3 separate regions of the Mus musculus genome follow, and all the other regions are linked to region 3. A link is a contact called in public HiChIP or PLAC-seq data. All regions are on one chromosome and are shown on one strand. Each heading gives the region's core, a stretch centred on a gene start, on an enhancer-like site or on the middle of the called end of the contact. The rest is flanking DNA. Distances are from core to core; before and after follow the strand shown. Region 1 overlaps Crybg1 (crystallin beta-gamma domain containing 1). Region 2 overlaps Crybg1 (crystallin beta-gamma domain containing 1). Region 3 overlaps F930017D23Rik (RIKEN cDNA F930017D23 gene).

The links. HiChIP or PLAC-seq counts read pairs in DNA pulled down with a chosen protein or histone mark.
Region 1: a contact with region 3 is called in an HNF4G HiChIP or PLAC-seq map of pancreatic cancer cells. The contact joins two enhancer-like sites. A contact is called at or near these places in 3 of 39 promoter capture datasets (embryonic stem cells, maxillary cranial neural crest and pre-B cells) and 1 of 115 datasets of contacts at active chromatin or transcription factors (pancreatic cancer cells).
Region 2: a contact with region 3 is called in a FOXA1 HiChIP or PLAC-seq map of pancreatic cancer cells. The contact joins two enhancer-like sites. A contact is called at or near these places in 1 of 39 promoter capture datasets (liver), 1 of 484 Hi-C or Micro-C datasets (CD4 T cells) and 1 of 115 datasets of contacts at active chromatin or transcription factors (pancreatic cancer cells).

The regions. Positions count from the first base shown.
Region 1 is chr10:43,975,934-43,978,909 of GRCm38.p6, forward strand. It overlaps Crybg1 (crystallin beta-gamma domain containing 1), which reads right to left. Exons shown (of 22, transcript NM_001368305.1): 10 at 865-900. All of the region lies in intron 3 of Gm40636 (a long non-coding RNA gene), which reads left to right. Among named protein-coding and RNA genes, the nearest start is that of Gm40636, 9.1 kb to the left of the region's middle. Within about 2 kb of position 1,623, at least 53 of the 459 cell types and tissues checked have an H3K27ac peak or open chromatin away from gene starts, as enhancers often do. A contact at or near this core is called in pancreatic cancer cells, where this site is marked.
Region 2 is chr10:44,110,742-44,113,488 of GRCm38.p6, forward strand. The region is part of intron 1 of Crybg1 (crystallin beta-gamma domain containing 1); the gene reads right to left. Among named protein-coding and RNA genes, the nearest start is that of Crybg1, 37 kb to the right of the region's middle. Within about 2 kb of position 1,405, at least 47 of the 459 cell types and tissues checked have an H3K27ac peak or open chromatin away from gene starts, as enhancers often do. A contact at or near this core is called in pancreatic cancer cells, where this site is marked.
Region 3 is chr10:43,603,248-43,606,007 of GRCm38.p6, forward strand. It overlaps F930017D23Rik (RIKEN cDNA F930017D23 gene), which reads left to right. Exons shown (of 3, transcript NR_033558.1): 2 at 1,100-1,271. Among named protein-coding and RNA genes, the nearest start is that of F930017D23Rik, 11 kb to the left of the region's middle. Within about 2 kb of position 1,279, at least 27 of the 459 cell types and tissues checked have an H3K27ac peak or open chromatin away from gene starts, as enhancers often do. A contact at or near this core is called in pancreatic cancer cells, where this site is marked.

The DNA.
Region 1 (2,976 bases), core at 373-2,872, 370 kb after region 3:
GCTGGGGGATGGAGCTGGACTCATGGCTTTGCAGGAAGAGCTGGGGGATGGAGCTGGACTTATGGGTCAGCAGGGAGAGCTGGGGGATAGAGCTGGACTCATGGCTCTGCAGGAAGAGCTGGGGGATGGAGCTGGACTTATGGTTCAGCAGGGAGAGCTGGGGGATAGAGCTGGACTCATGGCTCTGCAGGAAGAGCTGGGGGATGGAGCTGGACTTATGGTTCAGCAGGGAGAGCTGGGGGATAGAGCTGGACTCATGGCTCTGCAGAAAGAGTTGGGGGATAGAGCTGGACTCATGGCTCTGCAGGAAGAGCTGGGGGATGGAGCTGGACTTATGGTTCAGCAGGGAGAGCTGGGGGATGGAGCTGGACTTATGGTTCAGCAGGGAGAGCTGGGGGATGGAGCTGGACTCATGGCTCAGCAGGGAGAGCTGGGGGATGGAGCTGGACTCATGGCTCTGCAGGAAGAGCTGGGGGATGGAGCTGGACTCACAGCTCAGCAGGCAAAGGCTGAGCTCAATCTCCCCCAAACAAGCTGAAAAGCTTAAAAGCTCTCTTCTGTTGCCAGCAATGGGCTCATCAATTAGCAAATCCAACCAGGAATGGTAAAGTTAATAGAACAGTGAACCTTGGAGGCCATGCTAAGATAACCGGTGCCATTAGCCTTTTCCTGAAGTTTAGTGGGAGGAAGACTTAGTGGTGAAGTCACATTAGCATCATATACTTAAAGATCGCAGAATAATTTCTCTCTTCCCTACCCCCTCACTTCTGGATGCACACCCACTTATATTCTCTCTCTCTCTCTCTCTCTCTCTCTCTCTCTCTCTCTCTCTCTCTCTCTCTCTCTCTCCCCTCTCCTTCTTACCTTTGGATCTGTAGGGAATTCAACTTTACGGCCACCCTAAAACAAAACAAAACAAAAAACAGCATAGTAAAAAACTCAGTTTCCACTGAGAGTGTTCAGTATTATCACAGTAGTTACAGTAGGTGAAGCACACAGTGTGATTGGTTACTTTATGGTTTGTTTTAATTTATATAAGATGATGCCAAAATTATCAAACTGAAATGAGGACACAAGACCATCTACAGCAGAGACGTACTGGACATGCACAGCTACTGTGTGCTTCTGTTCTGTTCTGTTGTTTTTGTTTTTGTTTTTGTTTTTGTTTTTGTTTTTGTTTTTGTCTTTGTCTTTGTCTTTGTTTTGTTTGTTTGTTTGTTTGTTTGTTTGTTTGAGTGCAGAGAAGTCAGACCCAGGGCCTTGCAATGCTGGCCAAGCACTCCACCCCAGAGCTACAACCAGGCCCCTTGGTTTATTTTGCTCTGTATTGTTTTTTAACTAGGAAATTTTCTTATACAATTTTAATTTGTATCCCAAGAGTCAGTGCTATGTGCTTCTTGTTCTTTTGAGACAGGGTCTCACACACCAGGAAGACCAGGCTAGCCTCAAACTTGGGATCATCCTGCCCCAACCTACTAAGACTTCTTCCTCTTATTTCTCTCGCTAAATAACCCTTAGGTTTGATAACATCTCACAGGAAGTGAGTTCTACCTTCTGCCCAGGCAATCCAGCATGGGCGGTCCTTCCCAGGCCATGGTCTTGGCCCACATTCCACTGCTCCCTCTGATTCCACTCCCAGCAGCCTCGCCCTTTGTATTTCCTGCCTGGCCCTGGGAGGCATCTGACTTAGCAACCCATAGCCTACAAAAGTGTTAAAGTTCACACAGCAGGAAATAATAAGAACTATTAGATAACAGTGAAAACCTCTCAAAAGATGGCATCATTACACTTTTGTATTAAAAGAGTGGGGTTGTTGTTGTTGTTTTTAAGTAAAAAACAAAACAAAACTAGAATTAGAGAGGAGAGTGTTGCCTAAAAATACTGAACAGGCAGAAGTCAGTGGTTGATAAACTGAGAGATTTCCCTCGATGTGTTTTTGTGAGCTTAAAAGCTGCAGCCAAAATCCTCAAATGGCCCAAATAAACTGAAACCATAAATAGGCTAGCTCAACCAGCAAGCTAGCCCTTATACAACCAAGGGAGTGCCTGCCTAAAATATAGTCTTTGAGGGCTGGAGAAATGGCTCAGTGGTTAAGAGCACTGGTTGCTCTTCCAGAGGTCCTGAGTTCAATTCTATTAACTACATTGGTGGCTCATAACCATCTGTAATGGGATCCAATGCCCTCTTTTGGTGTGCATGAAAACAGAGCACTTGCATACATAAAATACATAAAAAATCTTTAAGAAAAAAATAATCTTTGGGGGGAGGTGCTCAATAAGCCTCAGTTTTAAAACCATCCATCACATTGATTTTTAAGCTTGAAATAACTCTGTCATACATTACCAAAACTAATAAAACTGGGAACTTTGAAAGTGGATTTAATTTAAAAAAAAAAAAAAAAAGGGCCTCAAGTCACCTGCATTGATCTGCAGATAACCAAATCAGGCGTGTCTAACTTTCTAATCTGTCTCCTCGGGCTGCCTCTGAAGATACTGCAGTGTGGACTTTCACAAGCAAGTTCATAGCAGAAGCTTCACCCTGGTGTTCAGTGAGCACCTAGCATCAAGTGGCCCACATCAGAGCCTAGTGTGGTAGACTCATCCCACCTAAACCTTCATCCCAACAGAGCAGCCAGGGACCAGGGACGGGGGTAGGGGTGGGGCAAGGAACTGGAAGCACAGGCTCCAGGTAAGGAGGATGAGTGTGGTGGTTTGTATACGCTTGGCACAGAGAGTGGCACTATCAGAAGGTGTGGCCCTGTTGGAGTAGGTGTGTCACTGTGGAAGTCTGCTTTAAGACCCTCACCCTAGCTGCCTGGAAGCCAGTATTCTGCTAGCAGCCTCCAGATGAAGATGTAGAGCTCTCAGCTCTGTCTGCACCATGCCTGTCTGCCTTGCTTGGATGCTGCCATGCTCCTGCCTTGATGATACTGGACTGTATGTCTGAACCTGTAAGCCAGCCCCAATGAAATGTCTT
Region 2 (2,747 bases), core at 155-2,654, 510 kb after region 3:
TCAATATTTAGTGAACATTTTGTTACAGCCCTCAGAGCTAACTCCCTCTGCAAGCTCACCAGCTTCAGGTAGGACACAAGTTTGCAATGGATTTTACTGCCTTATTCTAGCAGGCAGAAATGTTTTCCTGGTTTGTACACTACTCATTAACCACACTTATCAACAATCTTTTTTACTTCGTTCTTAAGATTAAAATCAGTCTCTTGGAACTTACTATTTTTATGATGAATGCCCTTCCTTTATTTTCATTCCCACAGTTGCAAACACAATATTTTGTAACAGAGGTTGGCTGTTCATGCACAACTGCACCTTTAAGAAACACTGGGCAGGAGATTGCTGAAGAGGCAATTTGTACACCAGAATTTTCATTCTTAGCGCTCAGGCGGTGGAGCGCTGTTAGCAACAGATCAGTTGCAGCTCTAGCACAGGAAAGCCAACATACGGGGGTGCGCAATCACCCCGTAACCCCAAGTCCTTTTTCATTGTGTGTACAAAATGGAATAACACAGTGGGAAGAGCAGCAGGCTGGCGATAAGGAGGGCTGGAATCTGGCCCTTACCAGTCTCCCTTGGCTTCTCACCTTGCAAGGAGCCACCTCCCTGCTTCAGTTTCCAGATATATAAAATAGAGATTACATCAACAAAGCCGCCAAGCCCCGACTTGTCAAAGGTGCTGATTAGAGAGGCTGAAGATGGAATCTTGCAAACCTGGGCCTGAGTCCTCTTCTGATAGGGCTCCCACGTGCCCTTCAGCAAGCTGACTGTGCTTTCCGCACTCGACATCCCATCGTACATTATCTTGGTCAAGTCCTTAGAATCCCCACAGATCTCTGTTTCCCACCTGTTGTTCGGCTTGTAGTATAAGAACAAGGCTTGTAGGGCCTTGCACAGGCCAGACATGTGCTCTCTAAGTGAGCTACACCCATAGCTTTTGTATATTGGCTTTAAGCCATCCATCCAATGTAGCATTTATATACTTTTTTAAAGGGAGGCCTTTATTTTACATATATGAACATTTTGCTTACATATATGTTATGTGCACTGTGTGCATACAGTGCCTGTGGAGGCCAGAAGAAGGCATTAGCTCTCCTGGAACTGGAATTACAGATGGTTGTTAGCCACCTGTGGGTGTTGGGAATTGGACCCAAGTTCTCTGGAAGTGTACACATAACCACTAAGGATCCAGCCTACTCTTTAAATTCTATATGTGTGATGGCGAAGAGATAACAGCACAGAATCAATAGAAAAGCAATAGTGGGTTCTTTTCTCTCTTAGAAAGTCAGAAAGAAAAGCACACGCTGAATGCTAATTTATATAATCACAACCTGCAAGCTGAGATTCCTTGTAATCCCACTGCAAACACAGCTACAGTGTCTGACCTAGTGACTCACACCAGGCTCTCCTATACACAAAACTACCGTAGTGCTGACCAAAAGGTTTTCCCTGGGTGAAGAAACGTTGACAGGAAGTAGTGAGGTGAGTCATTGGATTTCTTCAGTCATTTTGAAATGCCTCTACCGACTCTGGCTGGCAGTAACCTGGGCGCTTTCGATTGAATATGAATCGATGGTCTCTTCTACCATGCACAATAAATTGTTCCTCTAGGGGAAATTCTTCCCAGGGAAGATTTCACGATAAGTTGAAGTACCGTTCCTAAGTGTAAAAGCCAGTAAAAGCATGCTTCATCTAGTCTTCAGTTACTCGCTTGGCCGGTCTTTTGGAGGTGTGTACGATGTGAAGCCAGGCATGAGGGTTAGCTGGCAGCCTTCTTAAAGCTGTTTGTGTTCTGGGTCTCACAGGAGTTGTGTTAGATGGATGCCAAAGGTCTGAAAAAATATGGTTGACTTTGCTTAGAGCAAACCAACAAGAGTTCATAGATGTAACACTGAACTGGTAATAACTGAGAAGTGGAAGAAGAAAAAGGAAAAAATACAAGGTCGAGACAGGTGTGGGTCAGTGGGAGAGCACGGGAGAGCACCTGCTTCCAATGTTCAAAGCCCTACGTTCAGTCCCCAGCACCATCATACCAACAAGGTGGCTTAGGGGAAAAGGTCACCCAGCAGAAGTCACTGAAATTCAATTATATTGAACTATAGCAGTTCTAATGGATACACACACACCCTGTATCTTTTGTTATCAGTGCTTGAAGTAGCTTTGGAATTCACTGGGTGTTCAGTTTGTTGGATTGTTCAAATGCCTGCCATGTCTGGGGCCTGAAAACCTTCAAAAGTGAGCAAGGCAAGCGTCTAGCCTCTATCATGACTTCACAGCTCCCCGAAGGAAGAAACCTGAAAAAGAAGTGTGTGTCATACTCAGACTCAGTGCTTCCTGGCAAGCTAAGCTAAGCCCAGATCACACACTTCAGGGAGACATCGGTATCGCAAAGGTCTCCCTGACAGATGCAGCAGCTCAAATTCCCACATGAGGACAGCAAAGGGTTAGGACTGGACTCCCTGGAATCCGGCGGGGTGTGGGTGACTATTATACTTAATCTCGGCTAATCCTTCGTTAGAAATGTTTCTAATGCAGAGATCACTGCCCGGTGACCCACCCACTGCTCTCAGGGTGGCAGACTTGGCAGTAGCCTTCCACTGACCCCGAACCATCTCAGAAAGGCACAATGTGCCCACTGTGGAACAGTGTTCCCTGATGCCACCCTCTCCTTTATCAGAGATGAGAGGGATAAGACTCAGGCTTACTGAACAAACACTGGACTGGATCAGGTGCATTAGAAATGCCCAACCCTCA
Region 3 (2,760 bases), core at 29-2,528:
ATACTCTAAGGGCTCTGCTCTTTTTCTTTTCTCCTTTATAAATGACTCCACATAAAAATGTTTGCCAGGCATGGCGGCAAGAGACTGGATCATTGGGATGCAGTTAGTCAGATTGTGGAGGTGGAGCCTCCAGAGGGGGAAGAGCATCCTTATTAGACTTTTGACCAACCAGGTACTTTGTCTTTGGACTTTCAGCCAATGGCTTATTTTCTTTTATTGATGGTTATATTCCATGACCTACCAATCACTCCAGGTTTTGGGAAAACAAATCTTTTAAATTAAGGCTAGAGAGCAAGTATTGAGTAGAGAGTGCTTGCCAGTGACTTTGGCCTGAAACTGATAGGCACATTTTTGTGTACACACACAGACACACACCACACACACATACACACACACAAACACCCCACATATCACACACCACACATGCACAACATGCATGCAATGCATCGCACACACATACATACATATCATACACACATGACATACACACACGACATACACACACAACACACACACACCTACATACCATACACACATGACATACAGACACACCACACACACACCATACACCACACATCACATACATATACCACACACACACCCCACACACACCTCACATACCACACACACACACACATACATCACATACACACACACTCACCCCCTCATATTACATACACATACCACACCCACTCATACCCCCACACAGACATCATACCACAAACCACACAGACACACATACAGATACACACATCCCACACACACCACATACACAGATACACACACCACACACATATACACATACCATACATGCATACATACACACCACACACCACAACACATGCACACACACACACACACACACACACACACACACACACATACCATGCCACATACCATACAGACACACACAGAGATACATATCCCATACACCATACACATACACACACACACAGACACACACACACCATACACATACATGCACACACACATACCACACACACACACACACACCCACACACCCACACCCACCCCAGCAAAGGGTATTCTTTGTTGTGTATTTATTGCTGTTGGAACTTTCCTTACTCTGCTTTTCTAGAAAACCCAGTGGCTGGACTGAGGAGCAGTCATGAGACGGAAGCCACGGCAGATGGAAGCTGGACATTGCTTTGATCAGATGCTCAAGTGACAGGGGACGAGAGCTACCACCTCCAACTTTCCACAAGCTCTTGCTTGCAGTGCCCATGTCAGGGCTGAGATGCTTGCTTAAGGTCAGTCAGCTATGACTCCCTGCCCTCCACCCCGCATCCCAAGCCCATGCTGTACACAGTCCTCTGGCCACTTGAATATATGACTCATTTTAATATTTTGTTTTGCAAATGCAGCCTGACCTTTTAGCACAGTTAAAACTTTGAAAACAAACCTATGCTTGAAGGAGAGAGGAAATAAGGCTGTATAATCCTGACTTGGCCTTACCTGCCTGCCACAGCAGGGCCTTACCCGACTGCCGCCTCCGGCATCCAACGCAATCTGCCTTACTCTTTGGGCTTCTTGGTGAGTGTCTCCAGGAGACCATGGCATTCCTTCCTGGAGGAGAGATTCCTGAGGCCCAGAGGTATCTGGCTCCAGTTCACTTAAGCGAACAAGGCTCTAACGTTAGGCTTTGCCGTCTCTGAGACTACAAGATTTCTGGATGTCTCATTTACTTTCTATTAATAGACATGGGTCGTTATGGTTTATGTATACACTTATGTGTCAGAATTCAACCATTCATAGCCATATCATGACTAGTGGTTTAAACTCCAACCTCAGAGCAATAAATCCCATAAAAATTCCGACTGTTTCTGAAGTTTGCAGTTAACATGAAGCAGAGCAAAGCACATAGCTAGCTAAGAAACAGCACTTTCTTTCTAGGGAATGAAGCAAGCTCTAGACTACATTTGATGAGCTCCCGTGGGATACACATGAAGGCCAAGAAGATGGACTACAGTTCTGGGCCTGGCACAGTGGCAGGAACGGTGCACAAGCTCACTCTGCTGATGCTCATGACAGGCTGGGCAGAATAAACTTAAAGAGGGTCTGCCAATAACACGTGCTGGATGCAGGGTTCCAGGCTGAGTCTGACTGGTGTAGGGGCCTCTGCAGGAGGTTACAGCTCAGAAGACCACTCTGAACTCTTTGGGGAGTCAGTATCTCATTGCCTTAGTCAGAAGTGTTCCAGTTACTGGGCTAGAAAAGGCTGAAGGCCGGGGCGTGGTGGTGCGTGCCTTTAATCCCAGCACTTGGGAGGCAGAAACAGGCGGATTTCTGAGTTCGAGGCCAGCCTGGTCTACAGAGTGAGTTCCAGGACAGCCAGTGCTACACAGAGAAACCCTGTCTCAAAAAAAAAAAAAAAAAAAAAAGAAAGAAAGAAAGAAAGAAAGAAAGAAAGAAAGAAAGAAAGAGAGAGAGAAAGAAAAGACTGAAGGAAAACAGGCTGAAGGACAGGGCTGTGACTTCGGCTGCCAGCTTCTGACCAGCCTCCTCTGGATCTGCATGGTACCTTCCTTCTCATAGCAGACACATGACTGCCAGGTCCCCTGCTATCTTACTATCACACACACGGGGACCTGAGCAGCAGAGCCCTCTTTCAAAACTCTGGATAGAATTTGGAGGCAGTTTTACTTTTAACATTTTCCTCGTCTGGCCTAATCCCTTATGTTAGAGACATATTACACATCCTCATCACGTGCCCTCATCTTGTTTGGGAGTGCAGTTGGT